Regions from separate parts of the Mus musculus genome. Here all the other regions are linked to region 2. The links are chromatin contacts, called in public ChIA-PET maps. All regions are on one chromosome and are shown on one strand. Each heading gives the region's core, a stretch centred on a gene start, on an enhancer-like site or on the middle of the called end of the contact. The rest is flanking DNA. Distances are from core to core; before and after follow the strand shown.

The links. ChIA-PET counts read pairs in DNA pulled down with a chosen protein or histone mark.
Region 1: a contact with region 2 is called in an RNA polymerase II ChIA-PET map of memory CD8 T cells, with 202 read pairs. The contact joins the promoter of 2310009B15Rik here to the promoter of Ptprc in region 2. A contact is called at or near these places in 6 of 39 promoter capture datasets (the HPC-7 cell line, the SN4741 cell line, embryonic stem cells and 2 more), 9 of 115 datasets of contacts at active chromatin or transcription factors (effector CD8 T cells, embryonic forebrain, embryonic hindbrain and 6 more) and 1 of 9 other capture datasets (liver).
Region 3: an RNA polymerase II ChIA-PET map of effector CD8 T cells shows a contact between it and region 2, with 8 read pairs. The contact joins the enhancer-like site here to the promoter of Ptprc in region 2. A contact is called at or near these places in 5 of 39 promoter capture datasets (the C10 cell line, the HPC-7 cell line, cranial neural crest and 2 more), 8 of 115 datasets of contacts at active chromatin or transcription factors (DN3 thymocytes, the SCID.adh cell line, effector CD8 T cells and 5 more) and 1 of 9 other capture datasets (adipose tissue).
Region 4: an RNA polymerase II ChIA-PET map of effector CD8 T cells shows a contact between it and region 2, with 6 read pairs. The contact joins the enhancer-like site here to the promoter of Ptprc in region 2.

Annotation. Positions count from the first base shown.
Region 1 is chr1:138,853,946-138,859,821 of GRCm38.p6, reverse strand. It overlaps 2310009B15Rik (RIKEN cDNA 2310009B15 gene), which reads left to right and starts at 2,968. Exons shown (of 3, transcript NM_001081226.1): 1 at 2,968-3,241. The coding sequence starts at 3,005.
Region 2 is chr1:138,173,046-138,178,576 of GRCm38.p6, reverse strand. It overlaps Ptprc (protein tyrosine phosphatase, receptor type, C), which reads left to right and starts at 3,451. Exons shown (of 32, transcript NM_001111316.2): 1 at 3,451-3,562. The coding sequence starts at 3,490.
Region 3 is chr1:138,818,667-138,824,862 of GRCm38.p6, reverse strand. No RefSeq gene overlaps it. Among named protein-coding and RNA genes, the nearest start is that of Lhx9, 21 kb to the left of the region's middle. Within about 2 kb of position 2,447, at least 47 of the 459 cell types and tissues checked have an H3K27ac peak or open chromatin away from gene starts, as enhancers often do. A contact at or near this core is called in the SCID.adh cell line, effector CD8 T cells and regulatory T cell precursor, where this site is marked.
Region 4 is chr1:138,939,016-138,944,738 of GRCm38.p6, reverse strand. No RefSeq gene overlaps it. Among named protein-coding and RNA genes, the nearest start is that of Dennd1b, 22 kb to the left of the region's middle. Within about 2 kb of position 4,123, at least 25 of the 459 cell types and tissues checked have an H3K27ac peak or open chromatin away from gene starts, as enhancers often do. A contact at or near this core is called in effector CD8 T cells, where this site is marked.

The sequences.
Region 1 (5,876 bases), core at 1,719-4,218, 680 kb before region 2:
GGAAACTCACCTCCTGGAGTCTGGTCTTCTTTCTAACCCATACATTAATATTCCATTCCCGCGTTAGTCTGGTGTATGGATCCACGTGCTCTTTTTTAGTATTATCTTATTATAAGTGCCTTTTAAGATTGAATTCTGACATAGCTTAGTCTTCACCAGTGTTCCAACGTCCTAGAAAGTCCTTGAGCTGACCATGGGCTTGGAATTCAGTAAGAATGTTGCTATTCAGTGACATTCAGAATTGCCTCTGGTATTACACTATCACTTTGAACAAAGCTAAGTCACTGCCCTACACAGGAATTTACCATCATCTAGGAAGAAGGAAGTTTGAGACCTAAGGAAGAACCAGAGTAGATACTTAGAACTATAGATAGCTGAGTTACACCCATTCACACGTATTTACAATGGCCTAGGGGGAAGGTGGACTATACAATAGACTAAAATAGGAACTATGGCAAGGGCACGAAGCCCTTGACCCTGGCTTCTAAGATTAAGTGAACTTTAGGTGGAGCTTTTTTTGATCCCAGTTGTTAACAATGAATTCTATCCCTGTTAGACCTTCTGTGTTTGTATTCCTCTGTTTTGTGTAAGAATCCAGTAACCTATTTGTACCTTGCTGGTGTGTCACCCAACTTCCCTATTTTCTTCTGTATAAAAAGTTTGATGCTCAATTTGACACATTACATTCAGATTCTACACAACCTCTCCTGTGTACATCTGTCTGTCATTCCCTCCGATGCTTTGCCCACTTGCCCCAGAGACCCATTCCATGCAGACAAAGGGATCCAGAGGGTCTGTGGCAGCTCACAATTTTAGAGTGTTATCATCTATAAACATTATGGTGCAGAGTAAGGCAGGAGGCAGGCAGGCAGGCATGATGCTGGAGCATCTAATTTACATCTAATTCATAAGCATAGGGGCAGAGACAAAGAGAGAGCTAAATGGGAATGGTGTGTGCTTCCTGAACCTGAAAGCCCACCTTTAGGGGCACACTTCCTCCAACATCTCCTAATCCTTCCCAAATAGTTCCACCAACTGTGGATCAAGTGTTTAAACAATGAGTCTACAGTGATTGTTCTCATTCAAGCTCTACATCTACCTTCTGAGCTTGGACTTGGTGCTCTCACTTTCATACAGCTTTGGCTAATGTGAATGGAGGAGTCTCCGAAAAAGAAAGAATGCACACAAAGATGAGCTAAAATTCAAGGCCAATGGGGGCCTTTCAAAGCAAGAGACACGGGAAAGAAAACTGGATGCTGATGATCAGATTAAACCTGAAAATAGATATTTAGAATGCTTTGTGTTGTTAGTAGTGAGTTATTCTCTCATCTCATTTCAACTTTGATTACATTTTAAAGGTGCATCTGTAAGAATGCAAGCAGTGGTATCATGTGACTAATACAAAGATCAGCCTGTGTGCCCAGAGGCATAGACTAACCAGGATGATTCTTTTTCTTAGACTGGGCTATAGCTGGAACTCAGTAGGTAGCTCAGGCTGGCCACAAACATAATCCTCATGTCTCCACCTCTGAAGCCCATAAATCTAATTTTGTGGTGTTGGTTGGGGGCGAACAGGAACATGACCTATGCTTAAATTCTCAAGTTTAATGATAATCATGTTGGGTGAATTTAACTTTGGTCCCATCTTTCCAGATTTCCTTAAAGTCCCTCAGAACATCAGGTAGTCTTCAAATGGCAAATATACTACTCCAATGTAAAGGAACATTTAAACACAGGATTCAAATTTATTAATTCACTGAGTTTTACAATATACCAATAGAGTTGTTTCCATCTGTGATTAAGGACATCAAATCGGGGGCTGGACAGATGGCTTAGTGGTTAAGAGCACTTCTAGAGGTGCTGAGTTCAATTCCCAGCAACCACGTGGTGGCTCACAACCATCTAAAATGGAACCCAGTGCCCTCTTGTGGTGTGTCTGAAGAGAACAACAGTGTACTCACATACATAAAATAAATAAATACATAAATCTTAAAAAAAAAAAAAACAGGGCTGGTGAGATGGCTCAGTGGGTAAGAGCACCCGACTGCTCTTCCGAAGGTCCAGAGTTCAAATCCCAGCAACCACATGGTGGCTCACAACCATCCGTAACAAGATCTGACTCCCTCTTCTGGTGTGTCTGAAGACAGCTACAGTGTACTTACATAAAATAATAAATAAATCTTTAAAAAAAAAAAAAAAACAACAACCCAAAACCATCAAATTGTGGTTTCGGAGTTGCAGGGTAAATCAGTGTAAAAAGGAATTGAATTGTCTTTGGTGGCTTTGACAACTTTCTCCTGTCCAACTAACCCACTCTTGCTAAGGATTCACTCCTGCCAATAGCTCTTTACACCAAAGAGCACTAACTACTCAATAACACTGCCTACTCTTGAAATTCAGGCTATGGCATCCAAGGCTGGGGGTGCTGTTAATTTAATGAACACATAAAATTGTTTCTTGGGATCGTGCTAATTTCCCTAAATTTTGTAGGAGTATGGGTGTCACTTTCTCAGACAGGATTTTAGGTTTGGTTTTGTGAAAACTTCACTACACTCTTTGTGTGAGACTTTTCCTTGATTTTCATTCTAGAGTGAGCCAATGAACCATATCACCAAGCTTGTGATTCCAGCTTCATTCCTGTCACACATGACCAGCAAATACGCAGCCTTTTCTATATGGGCTGAAGGTGCTTTCCTTCTTATTATTTTTTTAAACAAGTATGATTATGCAGAATACGATCTAGCTTGATAGGAAATGAAAATGCTCGTCCTTTATCTGAGAAAAAAATAGTAGCGACTTTAAGAGTAAAGAAGGCACCTTCTTCCAGTCTTCATATGCATAATTTTCTTTGCAGAGGACCCAGATGGAGGGAGCTGAAGACTGAGAGGCAGCCCAGTCTACACTGAACAGTGCTCCGCCTCCCCTCTTCGCCCCGCCCCTAGACCGACCCCGCCTCCCCTGCCCACGCCCCACCTCCGGCCCCGCCTCCCACCGCGCCGGCGCCATGGCCGCCCAGGGGATCTGGACGCTGGCGAGGGTATCGCTTGGGAGGCCACCGCCTCGGGCCGAAGGTTTCCGACAGCAGCTCAACTCAACCCTCGGTTCGACTTCCGAAGGAGCCCGCGGCGGCTCCGCGGCCGACTCGTGGGGAACGCCCGAAGGAGAACCAAGGCATCCAGCGAGCCGAGAGTTAACTGCAGCGGAGAGGCACATCGTCGAGCTGCACCGGGCCGCCTGCGCGGTGAGGCCCGCTCCAGCCTGCCCCGCGCGCGGCCTCTGCGCCTGCGCGCGCCCGGCCACCCGACCCCGAGGCGGCCCGGCCGGGAGGTGTTGGACCTCCGGCCTGGGGCGGGTCGGCCTGGGGCGTCCGCTCAGAGGGTCCTGCGAGAAACCCGGTCGCACTTTTGCGTTCCGGACAGAGAGGTGTCTGCCCTGAGATGGGAGGCTCGCGAGGCTCGGTTTTTGATCTGCGTCCCAGCTAAAGGCTTGTCTCGGTTTGTGTGTGTGCGCGCCCTCCAGCGTGTGAGTGTGTTGTGTGGGGGAAATGGGTGCTGAGGAACTGAGGGTAGGACTGAGCTCTTACAGGGAACGTATGTAGTACAGACATGTTGCCTGTGCGTGATAACTCGAGCAGCCTGCCATCCAGTGACTTTAGTAATGCAAACATAAGACAGACGCTTTACATTTTTGCCCCGTGTCCTCTCATCCTTTGCCTCCAGTCCAAGTGAGCGAAAGAAATTATAATCAGGCAAGTTTGCATTTTTCCTTAGGCATTCTTAAATCACCTTTTCTTCTGGTTTATGGATTTGACAATTGCTTGTCACCACCAATATCTAACCTTATCTCCCTTCAGTTTCCTGACACTTTAGAATACAATAGTTTGAAGATAGCATTATTTATATTTTAAGTTTTATAATGATGTAAGAGTGACTTGTAATAAATCTGTGTATTAAGCTCTGTGTTTGGCTAGTACTTGATAAGACCACTTATTTGGTTTGGCTTGAGACACAGGCAGAGGCAAACCTTGAACGTTTCCTAAAGTTGACACTCAGCCTTGGGAGTAGTATGTCCCAAAAATCCACTGTCTAACCCCTTCATGTGTTGCAAGTGAATAAAGATTTATCGAAAAATTATTGACAGCCTTTGACCGTTCTTGCTTGTGCTCTTATTTTAAGTATAACAAACACATGCAGTTTGTTTCCACAAGTCACCATACAAATATGGTTTGTAAAACCCAGAAGTCTTATCATTTTTCAAGGCAAACAACAGTGGCCTGTATAGATTGGTTCGATCAACATAGCAAAAGGAAGGCAAGTATTTGCACCGGGGAACCCACAACCTTTTCATCAGTGGGGTTTCACAGGTCATGTGACTGTCCAGGAGACCAGAAGCAAACCCAAAAACATGCTTGGTATATATAGCTCCCAAATGACAGTATTTTTCCATGCCTCAAGGGAGATAGCGCCTTATCGTGCTCCCATTCCTGCACTGGCTATCTTGCTTTCCATAGACATCTTGCTCTCCAGTCAAAGCGTCAGCAAACTTGCCTCATCTTCGTTGCCATCTTTATCCAAGGCTCATTTAGTGAGAAGAAATTGTGTGTAGGCAGTCAGCAAACTTAGAGGTACGCCATCCACATGTAGAGCAACCTGCTAAGCTTCCGGATCGCCAGATAATTGTCTCCAGAAAACATCCAGAAGCTAAGCGAAGACTATAAAGGCTTTGCAGTGTTTCGTTTATTTGCCTTCCAGGTCGTCAAGCATGAGCTTTGTGGGAGGAGAAAGAGAAAAAAGGAAATGAGGTTCTGACAGTGGGTCATTCTAAAGTAGTGTTGGGTGCATCTGGTGCCACATGGCCTTGGGATTTGAGAGCAGCATTGGGACTTGCTAGTTTCTTAACTGCCCTGATCTATTTGTGCAGCAATGCCTGAGAGTGAACCCAGACTTGAACTAAAATATAAGTTGACCTGAATGTCAACCATAATGAGTGACATCATTAAGTATAACGCTGGATAGCTGAAGTTCTTGATGACCAAATGGAAACTGTTTGCCAGAGGCCGCAAAACTGGTACATGCCTTGCATCCCAACACTAAAGCAGACAGGTTGGTTGTGAGCTTGAGGCCAGCCTGATCTACAAATCTGTGGGCCAGGCAAGGTCATATAGTTAGAGCATCAGCGAGAGAAAGAGCAAGGGAGAGAGAGGGGGATATGCATGTCAGAAGACCTGCTGCCTTCATGCATATTTTAATGAAAGTCTATAGGCAGGAGTGATACACTGAGTTTCTAATGGTCAAAGTGCTATATAAAAACCCACTGGGAAGTTCCCCTATAAAATCTGGAGGCTAAGAAACATCATTAATGTGATATACGTCCGAGGGAGGAGTTACAATTTGCCTTTCCCTGCACACACTGTGCTTTGGGGGATTTATTTTTTTAAATCATAATTGCATATAAGTGGGAAATGCATCCCTGAAGTTTGAAGTGGTATCCTGGAAGTTGCTGTTGATCAAGCTTATTAAGCCAGTGAGTGTTAATGTGGCAAAACAATACCTTCTCAGTCAAGACTAGATCTACCAAAACTGGCGAGGGAGAGGACAAGAAAACCGTGGACCTTGCAGGGCAGTAACACATCGGGAAGGTCTAGAAAATATTCAATAACAGCAAAGGCAATGCTTCTCTGTGAGGCCTGTTTGGCTTTGATTAGCACCTTTTCTGTGAGTTTAAATCATTATCCACATATTGTAAGCACTGAAATTGTAACTGCCGCTTCTGAGTGCAGTTCATTTCCAGCCTCTTAAGCTCTTAAAGTCATCTAAATCACCTGTTATTAAGCTCGTTACCTAGAAGCAGAATGAAAAATATCAGAGCAGCAGCCA
Region 2 (5,531 bases), core at 2,202-4,701:
TGTGGGATCTATACCTGGATTAATTAGGTATATGTGTGGGATCTCCTCAGGATAAAAAGGTCATGTGACACTTGAGAATAGCCTCCCTGTCCTTTTTAGTAGACAGTATCACAGTAGATGTTTTGGTCCTCTGGCTCTTAAAATCTCTCTGTTCCTCTCTTTTGAGATATTGCATCTACTGGGTCTGGGCTCCCCAAAATCAGTTGATCTTTGAACTATGACCAGTTGATACTATATAATGGCTTCAATTTCTTACAAAAAAGCTTTTCTGATGGGGTGGGGTAAGAGTTACATTTAACTATAGGCATAAGGATTTGTTTTTAGAATTCAGGAGCTAGGACTTATGTTGCTCTAGAAAAGTGGTAGTAATAGCTTCTCCTCTGAGAGCTATGACCTTCCTTGCTCCAGGTGGTTGGCAAGGTTCTTAATATGATGCATAATTTCCCTCCTGTTGAATGGGCTTTGAATTCAGTTAGACTGTTGCTGATACTATCAGATAAGAGTGCCACTATTGCACCTTTAGGGATATCTTGTCATGTTGCTCATTATTGTGGTTCATAGGTTCCACAGCTGGCTTGTCAGGTCTATTTATTGCTTCCCTCCCAAGGCAGATGGTACAATGAAAGCTAGCCCACAGGAAGAAAGCTTTCAGATTGGATCTAGCTTTTCAGATTAGATCTGAGCCCTATGTCCAAAGTGTGTGGTACCTTCAGCAATCTGGGTTTACTTTCAGCCTCTGGAAGGCAACCAAGGTTCCCAGCAATAAACAGCTTGTATTATTTTGAGAGTTACATGGACTACCCTGACCAGTTCAAATGGAGGGCTCTCCTGTCTTGGAAGATTTATCAGATAATCTACGGATCTTGTGGAGAGACTGTCAGCCCACGTGACATAGTTTATATATACTATTTGTAAGTTTGGGCAAATATGAAATAATATGATTCCTTGAGGCTTTAGAATTTTATTACCTGGAATTTAAGTTGTAAGGTTATTTCCATGTACAGAAAGGGGGATGTGCAAGTTTGACCCTGCAGCTCCTTGAAATCAAAGTAAGAGGAAAACAAAGTTTTAAGCATCAAAAATGTATCTGCAGGGTGCTGCAGAGATGGCTGAATGGGAAAAGTGCTTGCCTGTACAGGCATGAGAACCTGAGTTTGGAACTCCAGAACCCATTGTAAAAGTGACTATGCATGTGTGTAACCCCAATCCTGGGGACTCAGAGACAGGGCTTCATTGATCACACAGTCTACCCTAAATGCTGAGCACAGCTTCAGTGAGATACCCTAACTCAAAAACATGTATAGAGTGATAGAAGAAGACACCTAACATTACCTTTTTGCCTTCAAATGTACACAGGTGGATGAACACATGTACACCACACAAACCCACAGAGAGACACAGAGATACACAGACACACAGACACACAGACACACACACACACACACACACACACACACACACACACGAAAACACAAGACCCTATGGTATTTCATAATTAGGGATTATAATCACTGTGTCTACTTGTCTCCCATTATCTACATATTTCAAACACTAAGTTATGTGTATATTCTTTTGTTTTTAAATGAAAGTAGATAGCAAAATATTACTAGATCCATTTAATTGTACTGTTGAATTCACAGGAACCTTTAAAATACTGTAGGCATGTTCTTATTGGCAAACTCCCTGAGAATACCATCATTCATTCAGTCTTCTTTTGGTAGTAGAGGGAGAACATTATAGAAAGCCACAACCAGTCAAACTCAGAGAATGACTGACCTTGAGGTTTCCAACCCAATTTGATGCATCTGTAACACAAGGCTTGGGAAACTTACTCAAGCTCAGAAAACTTCACAGAAGAGGGAGTGGAAAGAGTGTAAAAGCCAGAGGACCAGGACGTCTGCTACAAGATAGTGTCTTTTAGGTATACGGGAAGGGTATCATCATGAAACCTCAATAAATGGCTTACTACCTTAGCAAGACCTTAATGGTGACAAGATCAGTTGATATGCTAAAGTTCATGAGGGAAATCTCAGAGGCCCCCACTCAAGATGAAGCATGAAAGGTAGTTAAGGACTGCTGAATATAAGAATTAGACTTTCGCATGGTGAGCTCCCTAACTAGTTATGTGATACCAGGTAGTCAACCCTATGTACACACAGACAAACACAGACACATACACACACACCTACACATCTACACATCTACACACACACACACACACACACATACACCACTAAACAAACTCAGTAGGTTATACCTTCAGGTGTGTGTGTGTGTGTGTGTGTGTGTGTGAGTGTGTGTATACATGTGTAGGGGTGTGTGTGTATGAGTGTATGTGTGTGTAGGGATGCGTTTATTTGTAGGTGTGTGTGTAGCAATAAAAGTTAAAGAATAAATGGTATGAATTAGGGATGAATCTGTGTATTTGGACATAGGAGGGTTCTGGGGAAAAGAGAGAGTGGGGGGAAATAATGCAAATTCAATATACATGTGAAATTGATCAGGGATGTGTGTGGTGGGGTGGGGAAATACTATGATCAAAAGAAACAAGTTAACTTTGTAAAAGACAAGGCTTGGTTTTCATTGCTCTTCTTTCATTGGTAAATAGCACAGAGCAACCCCAAATGTAGGGGCACTCCTGTCTTGAAGCAGAATTCACTGATGCACAGAGGAGAGTCTCACTCCACCACTCAAGGAGATACCTGCATAAAACTCAATGAAACCACCACCAGCAGCCCTGAAAAACAAATTGGGAGGCTCTTTAAAGCCAGTGAAGGTAGTTTTGCATAGGAAAGCCACATCACCGAGGAAATAGGCATACCATTTGAGTCTGAGCTCCTTATGGTAAATAACAGGAGTTGGCAGACATAAGCAGAAAGACAGTTGGTTTGGGTCACTTGGTCGTCTTCAACGAACTTCAGAGCCTCGTACCAGCTTAGTCACTGTGTTATCTTGCCAACCCCTATGTTGTTATACTCATGTGGAAGCTTGTCATATCTTGGGTAAGAAAATTATTGATGACTTGGGAGGGATGTATTGTTTTTGAATAAAGCTTCCTTAAAAAGATATTAAAAAGGAGCAATATTTATATAGTTTAAAACTGTTTTCCTTTAGAGGAAAATTGAGACGAACCGCTAACAGCATAATTACTTGAATTAAGGAAGTAAGAAGCCATTGCACTGACTTTGAACGACCTTTTTTTTTTTTTTTTTAACTTCCTGCAAAGAGGACCCTTTACAGTATTTTTGGAGAAGTTAGTAAAACCGAATCTGACATCACCATTTAGCAGTGCATGTAGCTAGCAAGTGGTTTGTTCTTAGGGTAAGAGAGTAGGAAACTTGCTCCCCATCTGATAAGACAGAGTGCAAAGTATGCGTTCTTTTCTTTTAGTTTTGACTTAGCTTTACAGAGACAAACTTCAAGAGAGATAACCATTATTTTGCCTTTCAGGGAGACCCTATTTCTTAGGGGCACAGCTGATCTCCAGATATGACCATGGGTTTGTGGCTCAAACTTCTGGCCTTTGGATTTGCCCTTCTGGACACAGAAGTCTTTGTCACAGGTAAGCACACCCATATTCATTTTTACTTCCTTGTATTTTGTTGATTTTGTGGCAAAGGCTAGGTTGAAATGGCTATTTTTAAAAGTTGCGTGTGATGGATATTGAAAGTAAGAAGATTCGTTACTCCATGTTCAAGTTTGCCGTTGTTCAGAGAAACAAGGCCTAGTGGAGGGCAGCATACACTGCTTCTGTTCAAAATACATAAATGTTTCGGGGAAAGATCACACTTTAATAGGAAAGTTGACTCTCTTTGTCTCTCTTTATTTGGAAACTGTTCAGGAATGTAGCTAAAGCAATTGATCCAACCTGCATCTGCTATGGTTAGAGGAATTGTTAATTAAGTCAGCTTTTAATGCTTTTGATCAAAATATGAAAGGTTTAAAATCACGAGACAGCTTTGCTTGTGTGTAAGCCAGTCTCTTCAGACAAAGGGTTGTTTCCTCAAATGTTAATGATTATTAAAATAGGGTTTTGAATGCTCAGCTACAGAAAGGCTGAAGAGCACATTAGGTGCTTTAAAAACTCTCCGTGTTGTCTTACCATCGAATGTGTTTTGAATTAATCATTTTAGTTCTGAGATAATGCTTCCTATGAATTCTGCTGTGGAAATTCTGGTAGAGCCACCGCCCTTCCTGGGTGATGGGTACAGAGTACAGCCTTGAAAAGGTAGACGTGTGTTACAGTTCATAAAATTCCTACAAATGCTGTGTCCTTCAGGACAGGGTGACCAGGCAGGCACTGCTTACTGAAGGTTCAGTCCTTCTTACATATCTGGTCTGGTCAATAATTATTTCTGGAGTAGTTTCTCTTTGAGACATGAGTTGATTATCAAGTTACAGCTAGATGGCATTTCTCCTTGTAGTGTTTAATCTAAGATACTTTTAAATGGGGAAAATAGTTAATTGTATCAGAATTCAATTTTATTTTTTTCCTGATGTTCACTCCTCTCGTTTCCAAAGAAATCCCTGGTACTAAGCCGGCTAACGTCTGCTCTGTGTTGTCTGAGGGCCTGGAAAAGAAATGCAGCCTCAGATACTTGTTTGTTGATGTTATCACAATAAGTTTGTTTTGCTTTTTAATTGGAAAGATGGATTTTTTTTTCAAAAGAAAATCCAGTTAGGTAAGTTGCGAATTTGCTTGGATGAGGTTTATCTGGCATAAGATGATTTTAAACAATGCAGGGCACCACAGAATCTTGTCACAATGCACCAACTACTTCCCAGGTCGTGAGCTCTCTATGATTTTTGTTATAATGTAAAGAGAATTATAGAGAAGAATTGAAGATTGTACATTTTATCATATATTGGCATATTTCCACTGTAAGTCCCCACTCGGGGCAATTTTCCGATTTTCTTTAAATGGGTGAGAAAGAACATTAAGGTACCTTCAGATTGTAGAGCAAGTCACCCCCAAATTATAAATTAGGATATTGATATTTTTTGCACAAGAAACATCTTTGAATTCACCATAAAAATGTACATAAAGGGTCCTAGAAACCTTTAAATCAACTTTCCTAAATACTTTATTCTAAAATATAGATTATTAACCAATATATAGATAAAGGATAGTTGATAAATTGCTAACAGATAGAACGGTTTTTATAAAGACCAAGCTTAATATAATACTGAGGATAAATATTTTTCTATAGGACTCTGACAGTTTTCCTTAGAGTGTGTTAGAAACTTACTGTTAGAAACACACACACACACACACATGATCATTTGTATTTGAAAATGGTGTTTAGCATTTCAAGACACATTTTTATTTAGTGTTGAGAACATATTAAGGCTTTAAATTATGTACTTTATTAAGCAAAAAATGACTCAGATCCTACATTTTCTTTTCATGTGATAAATTAATGTGGTATCTACAGGAAATGCACTTTCAGGGAGCAACATTTTATTATATGCTTTAGAAAAATAAATTAGTACAGTAAAACACTAATGAAGCATCCATGGAGAGTACACAG
Region 3 (6,196 bases), core at 1,198-3,697, 650 kb before region 2:
TGTTTGAATTCAGCCAGCAAGAATAGTTTCTTAAAAGAAAAATGGTGGGAAATTATTGCAAATGTAATATTCATAACATTTTACCTGTGTGAACTAGAGACTGTAGACAGTGCTTAAAGAGCTGCAAAAATGTTATGAAGTAAATAAGTAAATGATGGTATGCATTCCTTTATACCAAGAACTGGGATAGCTTACTCTATAAAACATGATCACAGAATTGCCTTATCTTTCTGTATGCACATTTGGAAACTGCAATGACGAAGATATGGATATATTTCTGATGGTTCTGGTTATTATATATTCATTTTTTTCTCTTAAATTCTACAGTATTAACCTGTTGTGTGCATCTGTATGTGTTGAATATTTTCTTTCTAACGCCTTTTAAAACCAGTTATTAATTAAATGCAAAACAAACAGGTACATAATGGCAATTACTTGATTCAGGTACACTGACAAGCCTACTTTTCATTAAGTAGTTTGTGGTCGTGTTCCTGTACACATCTGACGACAGTAATTTTCTGGTCCCGTATAGGTTACTTCCTTCCTTCAGCTTGGCTATAACATTTCTTTTTATTGGAATTGCTGTCTTGAACTATTATATTCAAGTGATAGTATGCTACTATATTCAATTTGACCAATGTATGCATTTCAATGTAAGCAACAAAAGGAATGATATTTTTTGGAAGGAATGGCTTTAATTGACTTTTTCTATTATGGAGGGCAGCAGAAATAAAAGTTCTATCAACATTGCCAATAGAATATTTTGATTCAAAATTAGCATTAATGATATTTAAAGTGTTTAGAATTCAATGAGTTCATGATTAAATGGAAACATTATTAAATTTATTGACTTGCTTATTCACTAAGGCATGGTAAATGTGCATACTATGCAAGAGAGCTGGACCCTGAGGCCAACAAAGAAGCAGTTCACACATATGCAGCTCTCCTAGTGTGAATCCCTATCACACAATGGATTATTAGCCACTTAAAATGAACAATGATAGGGTTTTTTTCTTGACTATTTTATACTGGAATATATCACCAACCAAACTCTTACTATGGATCTTACTTTTTTTTTTAAAAAAAAAAAACAACTTTCTTGGGCTGGTGAGATGGCTCAGTGGGTAAGAGCACCCGACTGCTCTTCCGAAGGTCCGGAGTTCAAATCCCAGCAACCACATGGTGGCTCACACCTATCCATAAGGAGATCTGACTCCCTCTTCTGGAGTGTCTGAAGCTACAGTGTACTTACATATAATAAATAAATAAATCTAAAAAAAACAACAACTTTCTTGACTCTCTACAAATTTCACATCATGCACCCCACTCCAGCTTATCTCCCTGTCCCTTCATATCTGCCCTTCATTCACCATTACAGCCTCTCCCCACAAAGGAAAATAAAATAATATACAATAAAAACAAATCTTGTGGAAGCTGTAGTGTGTCACAGTGTGCTACACAGTAACAGTATACTCTATGCTTCACACATCTTTATTTGCAAATGCATTGATCTATTTCCAGGCCTCTGGCTTCTGCTACACTATTGGACCCTCACTGGGACTCCTCTCAGACATCTTGTTGTTACCCTGTGTCATGGAGATTCTGCAGCTTTGGATCTGTAGGACTGGCCCTTTCATGAACTCCAGCAGATGGTGGTAGATGTAGGGGTGGGCCAACTCAAAGCCCTAGATCTGGGCCTGGAAGTAGCTACAGGGTGAGCTCTCCAGCACTGGCCCAGCTGGCCCACCCAATGCTGCAGCTGGCAAAGGGGCAGGGTTAGCTCTCCTGCTCTCATGGTTGGCCAGTTCTACAGTGCCGCCCAGGTGCAGTGACCATTCACCAGTGCTGCAACTGGTGAGGGGTGGGGCCAGTCCTTTCACTTTTCATGAGCTTGGGGCCAGCTCACCTGGCTGCTCTGCAGGTAGCAGGAAGGGTATCTCTCTCTTGCCCACATCAACTCAGGGCAGACAGACAAGGGGCGGGGTCAGCTCTCCTGATCGTGGTGGTTGATGAGTGCTTGTCCAGACCACGGATATCTCTATGTTCTTTTGGTGGTAACACAGGTCTGGGACATCAACACAGACTCCAGCTATCATAGGATCATGAACCCAGACATGGCTCCCAGCAGCATGGCCTGGGTGTCCCCATGGTCTCTGATGGCAGTACAGGCCACTCAGATCAGCATGTCCCCGGACAACAGCACAGCCCTCAGATATCCACAGGGCAGCCCAGACCATGGACAAATGGCTTGGCTTTTGGTGGTAACTCAGACCACAGGCATCAGCAGAAGCCCAGCTGGACATAGACGTGGGCCTTGATGGCAGCACAGACCACAGACACCACTGTGGTCTCAGGTTGTGCAGGCCCCGCATTTCAGCCTGTTCCTCACTGGCGCTGAATCTCCAGTTCCACCTTTCAGCATAGTGTACAAACCACTTGGTTTCACTTTCTCTTCCATATCTCCACTGTATGTGTACTTCATTTTCCCCATCTCTCCATCATACATTTGTTCTCTGTAGTGATACCTGCAGAGGGTGCTTAAATGTCTTTCTTCAGGCCAACCCAGCCAGCATGGAGTCAGTGTGGTTGGACTGGATTTGACTTTATTTATTTATTTATTTATTTATTTATTTCTCAGATATGGATAAACTCAGAGAATCATTCTCTTTGCTAGAAGGCGCCTTACTAGATTGGTTCAAATTTCTTCCTCCCTCCCTCCCTCCCTCCCTCCCTCCCTCCCTCCCTCCCATCCTTCTTTTCCTCCCTCTCTCCTTTCCTCCCTGACCTTTTTCTTTCTTTCTGAGACAAGGTCTCAGGTATCCCAGGCTGGCCTCTAAATTGAAATATAGTTGAGGATTGCCTTGATCCTTCTACCTTTGCTCCCAGGGTGCTGGAATTACAGGCTTACATCCCTGTTGCAGGTTTTATTTATGTAGCACTGAAGATTAACCCAGGGTTTGCCCATGCTATGCAACCACACACCAATGGAGCTGCAGCTCTGCTCCATCTCTTTTTTCTTGAAAGAGAAATTACAAAGACAGATGTGTGTTGTTTCTAGTTTACATGCCATTATAATCTGTTTTGTTTTGTGCCAGGCATTGAACCCAGGTCCTCAGGTACATTAGCCAAGGGCTACTGTACTGTGTACTGCTGAACCACAAGTCTAGGCTTAGTAAGAGTTTTCTTTGGGGAAACCAGAAGGAACTTTTGTTGCCAAAAGTTTTTGTTTAGTCCCTCCAGATAGTCTTCTTTCATTGTTAGTGAAGCAATATGGCTAATACACGAACCTCCTCTTCGTTGCTCTAAAGTGTTGCTGAAGATTGAATTCCATTTGGAGAGATTACGATTAATACATCATAGAATTTTCCACCACCTTTAGTTGATGTGTTAACATCAATTACCACCATTTCCTCTTAAATTCTTTGCTTTCTGCTTTGAGTTTCTTTTCCTATTGCACTACGAAAAGTACCTTCTTGAAACCTTTCCTCTTTCACAGCATCTTCCCTATCTTTATTTACATCATCTCGGGAGCCAGATCTCTTTACCCCCAGGACTCGCTTCTCTTGAGAAGTTCTTTCCCAAAGGCTTTGTACCTGCTATTTCCCCCTGCAGCTCTGCTGACTCAGAGCCAGCCCACCAGTCACAGCTAGGAGCATCCCTGAAAACCACATTCTTTCCTAAAGGTTCAACTTTTCAGTAATGACTCCAAATATATTTCTTGGGACATTTCCATCTCTGCTATTGCTGGAAGGGCAGCGGAGGTGAAATTCAACTCCTGTTTTCTCTTCAGAAAATGTCTGGGCTTTTTCATTTCCGTGAACAGCATTTCTGAAGACAAGCATTTCTCCATAACATTCTCCTTTTCTCCCATTCTTTTAAAAAACCATTTCTTGTCACCCACTTACCAGATCTTATTGACTTTTGATCTTTGACCTAGGTCACATTCTACCTGTGTTTGTCCATTCCTCTTTGTAGGGAGCAACCAGAGTCTTGAACAGCTGCATATTGTTTGATATCAGCAGTCATATCATAAGCCTTGGCCCTATGAGAGTGACAAACCCTTCTCAAGGTGAGACTCAGAAGGATGATGGGAAGGCTGTCATTGGGCCTGAGTGGGAACGTTGACTTTGTGTGCAGACAATGATCTCCACAGCTTTCTCCCTCTGGATGTTTGCAGCCTGAAGCCTGCTCCCCTTTGGAGACTACTCCTACCTAGATTAGCTAAACCTGCTTCCTGCTGTACACAATGACAGCTGTATATAATAACACCACCTCCCTGTTCCTCTGTATGGATGTCCTCGCCTCCTTGTTCAGCTGTGTGTAAAAACCATGCCTCCTTCCCTGCTCAACTGTGTAAACACACTGGGATTCTGGGATGCTGTTGCTACTCCATCAGAGAAGTCCTCGGCCACCTAATTCTTCTAGCTTTTCTCTGTGTCCATGTGCTTTTCATCTGTTTATGCCCTCAATGTCCAAGTTAGACGGATTCCTGGAGCCACGCAGGGTGCACCCCTCTCACCCTCTTACTACTCTCTGGGGCTGAGCTTTCTCCTGGTTACAGGAAGGCATTCTTGTTATGAAGCTGTATGGTTTATTCAGATACCATGCTGCTCCAGATTCCTGTTTTCTGACTTATCCTGAAAGCACAACCATTAGCTAGAGACTTCTAATTGGTAATATTTACATATTAGTGGTGGTTGGATACCTTCTTTCATGATGTAGTAGTATGTAATCCAGGAGATTGTGAGCCTTTCTACAGCACAGGATCATCTCTTTCTGTTATTTGGAAGATCAGGAAAGCTTTCTGAACCTCAGCAAAACCAAAATTGCATAAGCCAATAGACAGTGAACGATTACGTCATGTCACAACAAAGGTGAATACACAATACAATAACATACAAGGGCAGCTTGAATTATAAAGTTAAAGCCCAGTGCTTCAGGGAAGTTTGGGGCCACAGACGGACCTCGTAGGAGGGGCCCCAGGTGTTGAGGTTGCCTCTGTGAAGAAGGTGGAGAACGAGTAGTGGAGGGCCAGGGTATCTCTGCTTCCATCCCTCTGTGGCCGACTCCATGAAAAGGAGTTGTGAACTGTGTATAGACAGACCTGGGTTCGAGTCCTGCCTCTCCCACTGAGGTTCTTTCTGGTGCAAGCCCCTACCTGCCCACCGCACTCACACTGTGTTCTCTTGGGTCCGATCCTTACTCAGGAGTGGAAAAGCTGGACCATATGTAGTTCTAATCTTATTTTTTTTAATTCCATATTTCTCCATAAAAAGCTGTCCTGATTTGCATGTCTACCAATAATGTATAAGAATTCATTTTTATCCAAATACTGGCCAACAGTTGTCATTTATTTATTTTTGGTAATAGTCATTCTAACTGAGTTAAGATGGTCTCAGGATAGAGTTTTAATTTGTGTTTCCGAGATAGCTAATGATACTGGTTATTTAAATATATTTATTAGCCATTTTGAGACGTGTCTATTCAAATTATTTTCCAATTTTTAATTGGATTCTTTTTTCTTTTTTCTTTTTGGTAAGTGTTGAGTTCTGTGTATAGTCTGGATATGAACTGACTCCTCACCTCTTTTTCTTTTTGGTAAACTTTACACAAACCATGTTCATCTGATACGAGGGAATCTAATTTAAGAAACACTCTAGCTGCATATGTAGCAGAGGATGTCCTAGTTGGACATCAATGGGAGGAGAGGCCCTTGGTCCTGCAAAGGTTCTATGCCCCAGTGTAGGGGAAGGCCAGTGCAAGGAAGCAGGTGTAGGTGGGTTGGTGAGCAGGGGGAGAGGGTAGAGGGTAGGGGATTTCAGAGGGGAAACCAGGAAAGGGGATGACATTTGAAATGTAAATAAAGAAAATATCTAATAATAATAAAAAAATGCCTTCATAAGATTGGCCCATATGCGTTCTTGTGGGACATTTCTTTGATTAATAACTGATGTGCAAGGGCCCAGCCCACTATGTGCAGGTGGCCCTGGGATATATAAGCAAGCAAGCTGTGCTGGGCAAGTAGCACATGCATTTAACCCCAGTGCTCGGGAGGCAGACGCTGGAGGATCTCTGTGAGTTTGAGACCAGCATGGTCTACATAGAAGGATAACTGGGGCTGCATAGTGAGACCCTGTCTCAAACACACACACACACACACACACACACACACACACACACACACACAGTCACAGTC
Region 4 (5,723 bases), core at 2,874-5,373, 770 kb before region 2:
TCTGAATATATCAGGACAGACCAGCAAAACTGGAACGACATCTATTTCGCTAGCCACAAAAAGTGTTTAATTTGAGTTCAGACAGATTCTTCTATAAAAGCTGGTTATGTGAGAGTTTATACGAAGAGTTCAGTAAATAAAATATGCCTTGAAAAATGCAGGTATATTTATTTTATTAATTATTTTCTGAGAACTATAATTATATTATTTTCCTTTTTCTCTTTCCTCTCTCCAAACTCTCCCACACATTCTGTTCTTTATTCAAAAATCATGGCTCCCTTTTTTAAAATTAATTGTTGTTACCTATGTATATGTATATTTTATGCTAATATGGTGGAAAGGGGAAAGCCCAGGAGGCCTCAACTTGACACAAAGAACACAAAGTTGCCTATAGTAACTAAGGATTGCCGAGAGCAGGAGAAATAGTCTTCCCTAGAGAAGAGCAGACAAATTGGTGATTGGATATTGAACTGTCAGGCCTGTGAATACACACAAAGTAACAATATATAAACTAACCAGTTTAGACTTAGGTATTTAAGAATATGTAGATATTTCTAAGTCAGTCTCTCTTGTCAGACTGCATTAAGCAAACGGAAGAGTTTAGAAAACCTCTTGAGAGAAGATAAAGAGTCAAGCTGCGGATGCAGTCAGTGATTTGGTGGGGGATGACACCTCTGATGCTGTGCTCAGGGCTCAGCCCGCCGTTGTTATCTGTGGTACTGATGATGGATATTGCTCCTGAAGCCATCATGTCTTCAGTGCCATCAAAAGACACAACTAATAGACATGCCAACTTGGAAATAGGATCATCTCACCTGGGACCCACCTCTAGACAAAGAACTAAAGGCAACTACTGATAGCACAAGGAAGGACTTAGCTTTTCCAAGGTGAGTCCAGTACTAAGGGGTCAGCCCTGAAGCCATGTACACATGTGCACACAAGCAACAAAGTGGACTAAGCCAGTTGTCTATGCATTTATGCATACATACATACATACACACAAATTCACATACCTATTACACACACAGTCTTAGTTAGGGTTTTATTGCTGTGAATAGATATCATGAACAAGGCAAGTCCTATAAAGTACAACACTTAATTGGGGCTGGCTTACAGGTTCAGAAGTTCAGTCCATCATCATCAAGGCAGAACATGGAAGCATCCAGGCAGGCATGATGCAGGCAGAGCTGAGAGTTCAACATCTTCATCTGAAGGCTGCTAGTAGAAGACTGACTTCCAGGAAGCCAGGACTAGGGTATTAAAGCCCACTCCCACAGTGACACACCTACTCCAAGTCCACACCTACTCCAACAAGGCCACACTTCCAAATAGTGCCACTTCTTGGGCCAAGAATACACAAACCATCACATACATATACATATACGTATACGTATATGTACATATGGATACTAATAATAATCAAAGAAAAGGAGCCTAATAATATGAGAGTGCAGGTAATATGGAAGGAGTTGGAACAAAACACATAGATGCACACAGACACGCACACACTAAATAAATAACTGTAAGGTTTGTTAAACATTTTGGAAGACTATGGCAGTCACGAGGGCAAAGGCATTGACCCATAATCAGTTCCCAGAATTCCTGAAATTGTTGATACTGATAATGGTAGTATTGTTTACTTTCTGGAAGGAAGATAGCTAAGTCAAGGCCAAATGTAGAAAAGATTTTATGATTCATGACATGTTATCAGGATGCTTATGGATTCAAAAACACACTTTGTGCCAGAACTTGACTATTAATCAAAGCAAACGATTTTGTGCATTTCAACATGTTGGCTACACCTGTGAACTGTACAAACTATGTAGCCTCGATTTTCAAACTGATATAAGAAATTGAAGATATATTTTTTAATACCTGGAGAAATGATATTTTGATGGTACATTTGTACCTCTGCTTTCAGTCACTATAACTATTTTACTGTCAGTTTTTAAATTGTCATGGAGTTCTGCCACCTGACATTAATTTACAGGAAATTCTCTTATGTCTCTTTACTAGACTTGTCCTGCCTTTGCAGACACAAATATCTCTCCATTCACTACCACACCCTACTCATATCATAGCTTCTTAGCAGTGCCTCTATCATGAGCAAATACTTTAAAATGAAACACACACAGAGTAAGTAGAACCAAAATACTTGAGGAGCATCTTGGATGCTCTTTGAGAAGTACAGGTAAGCCAGATACTGATACATGGGGCTCAGATACAGTATTAAATAGCTCACTAAATTTTCTAGGGTTTTCTTTTCTTTTACAACAAAAATATCAAAAACGAAGTTTTGTCATTTAAAAAGTACATGTTCTTTATCAGTGACCTCAAATTTGGGATCTGCTTTCCTACTGTCAAAGACTCTTTGAATGGGGTGTCATCTAATTAGGATATGAACCAGGGTCTTTTTCTTATCTGTAGAGGTAGGGATCATGAGAAATATACACAGGCTTTTTTAAAAATTAGCTTTCATTAGTGTTTGTGTATTTAGTATGTGTATTGTCTGACAAGACTTTTCCTGGGGAGACACACACACATATCTATTCACCTATCAAATAGGGAACCCACAACAGACCAATGTACAGACACCAGATTCCAACTTGGTGAGACAGTGAAATTTACTGGGGTTACTGATAGGAGTATAGACAAGGGTTACTTTCAGGAGCAGAAGTGACTCTTAAGACAGTTCCATCACCAAAGATCATCTTAGCATGGGTGACATTTAATAGAAGCTCAGCACTTGGAGCACACTGAACAACCTACAGGCAGCTCCAACAGGTTGGATAGTGTCTTTTCCAAGTGACTCAATTCATCAAAACCTCTTCCAGGTAGCTCTGCTGGTTTCTGCTTCTTTCAGGTAGCTAGTCTGGTCTTAGCATCCTCTTTGTATCTGTTTGTGTGTGTGTGTGTGTGAGAGAGAGAGAGAGAGAGAGAGAGAGAGAGAGAGAGTGATTCTGTGATTCTGCGCAGTCTTTACTGTTTATTCTTGGGAGGGAGATACTTAGTGAACCTGGTAGGCTTCAGGAACTTCCTGGAGCTATTTTGAATTGTTTTCCGTCTGATTTAAGAACTGACCCACAGAGATAGAATGTTTCAACCTGGGAGGAAACTGCTACACAATAATATGATATGCGATAATTTGTCTTCATCCAGTGTGGCCCAAAGAATCCAAAACTTTGGACCTCTTACAGTAGACCCATACCCTTGATAAACCTTGATACCTAAACTCCATCATTTGAGGGAAGACCCACCCTAAATCTGGGCCATACTGTCTCATGACAGCCTAGCTAAAGGCCAAGGAAGAAAGAAACGTTTACTCTTTGCCTGCCTGTCCTCACTCTCTTCCCTGGGATTAGAGCCTACTACTTTGGGATTCCTACACATAATGAGGACCAGCTAAGACATCCAGCCTTTTCAACTTTCCACTGAAAAACAGCCATTGTTCTTCTATCAGTCTGGTCTGTCAGTTCTGAACATCTACAGAACCGTGACTAATACACCCATGGAGTGTTGTTGGCATTTCTGTTGAGTATTAATTTATTAGTTAAATGTGCACATTTATTATGCGCTCTCTATTCTGTCCATTTGGTCTATATATGTGGTTCTGTGCTAGGATAATTTGGATTCCTATTACATGGTGATGTATTTTGAAATCATATAGTATGCATCCATTGCTTTGAGGAGTGTAAATTGGTACAAATGTTTTATAAAATATGAAGGTTTCTGAAAAAAAAAAAAGGTATAGCTCATTGGTAAAGCTCACACCACTGACATATAAAATATATTCATTCTTAACGCCCCTAACAACAAAAGATCCACCATATGACCCAGCAATATTACTTTAAGATATACTTCCAAAGGACACAATATTAATAAGTGACAGAGATGTTCTCATACCTATGTTTACTACAGCATTATGAATAGCCAATATATGTAATCAATGTAAGCGTTCATTACCAAATGACTAGAAATAGAGAAAACCTTATATACATCGTGGGAAAGTATTCAGCCTTAAAAGTGAAGTTTGGAAAGTTAGTATCACGTGGCAGAACCTGACAAACGTTATGAAACACAGAAAGGGAAATAGCGAATGAGTTCACAGGGGAGTGGACAAAGTTGCTTCATGTTGGTCAGTTCTGCAGAATAGGTGGTTTTTGTAGGTCAAATAGACAGCATGGTGACCATAGTATAGTCACATTACTGTGTGTCTGACACTGGCTAGGAGAGCAGGTCTCACATGTTCTTGTCACAACGTGGACATGATATTTAGCAACATTATGGCAATCGTTTCTGAATGTATGTTTACCAATACGTCATATTGGACCTTTCAAATAAATTCAATTGTCATATGTCAGTTATAAGTCAGCAAAGCCAGAGGGGAAGAGGCTATGAGAGAGAAAAGTGTGATTGTTCTGAAAATCCAGGAGTGAGAATTTTCAGTTATGATTATATTCATTACTGCTTTTAATATTACTGTTGGCCTAGATTCAGTGAGATTTTGACTTCAAAATAGAAGTAAACAAACAAACAAACCATAGAATACCTCTTGCGACAGGAAGCTTTTAGTGGTTTATATTTTTGTTAATTTTGGGGGTGGTTTTTCATTCTCTTATAGGAAACATAGTGACCACTGCTGTGTCTCAGTATACACTGTAGAAATATTCCATGTCAGGATTACATAGAGTGAGATGTAACACGTGGTAACAAGTGATGTGGTCTTCATGAGTAGCACTGCCTATTATACGAGCAGAAAGAGAAAGCATGGGGGCAGGGGGGGTATCCCAAGAGCCAATCATGTGCCAAGTGGCTTACTACATTTGCATATCTCATCCTCCCAATCACTAGATGAGGTCATGTTTCCCTTTATTACAGTTGCGTGTCAGAAAGGTAGCTTTTGGGAAGTCACACATATGGGCTTGCGAACCTTCTGCATCCTAAACCAGCAGAGCTCTCTGGTTTACTATGCTCAGCACAGACTACCTACGCAAATCAAACTGCAGCAAAACTGAAAACGAAGCTTTCTAAAACTCCCAGGAGCTAACCAAAACTCTTAATATATCAGCATTTTTCTGAGTTGTGGGCAAGTTTCAATTGTTCAGTTAATTAATTAATTCAGTCTTCAACACAAAACATCAAAACTCAAAATCAGTCTCCAAACAACGGGGCCTGGCGGTTCTCACTGCAGCATCTCCAAGTCCGGAGACTCTACAGTCTCCTACATGCTGTGAGATCTGTGCCTCACTGTGGCTTCTAACTCGGGATGCGAGAAGCATCTGCCATTTTCTCACTCCCCATGTCTCTGTTCTAGCCCGCCCCCATAAACCTTCCCCCTTCCTCCCCAGCCTGTAAGTTCCTCCTTGTTCCAGTTTTGGGGTGCACTAACCTGTCAGTCCCTGGTATTTTAGCTCAGTTTCCGGCTGCTTAATGTTTGACTATCCTTTGCTTTATTTTGAACATGTAACAACTTCAACAATTCGATCTGCAGTACATTAATTAAAAGAACTATAAGTTCTGTTTTGTGTGTGTGTGTGTGTGTGTGTGTGTGTGTGTGTGTGTGTCTGTGTGTGTGTCTGTGTCCCCTTTGTAATATCCAAGGACATTTTGGATCCATTTGATATTCAATATTTACTGACTGATTACTACAATGGGGTGATGACCAGTAGACAAACAAACAAGCAAAAACAAATAGACAAAAACATTGTCTTCATTCCTAAACC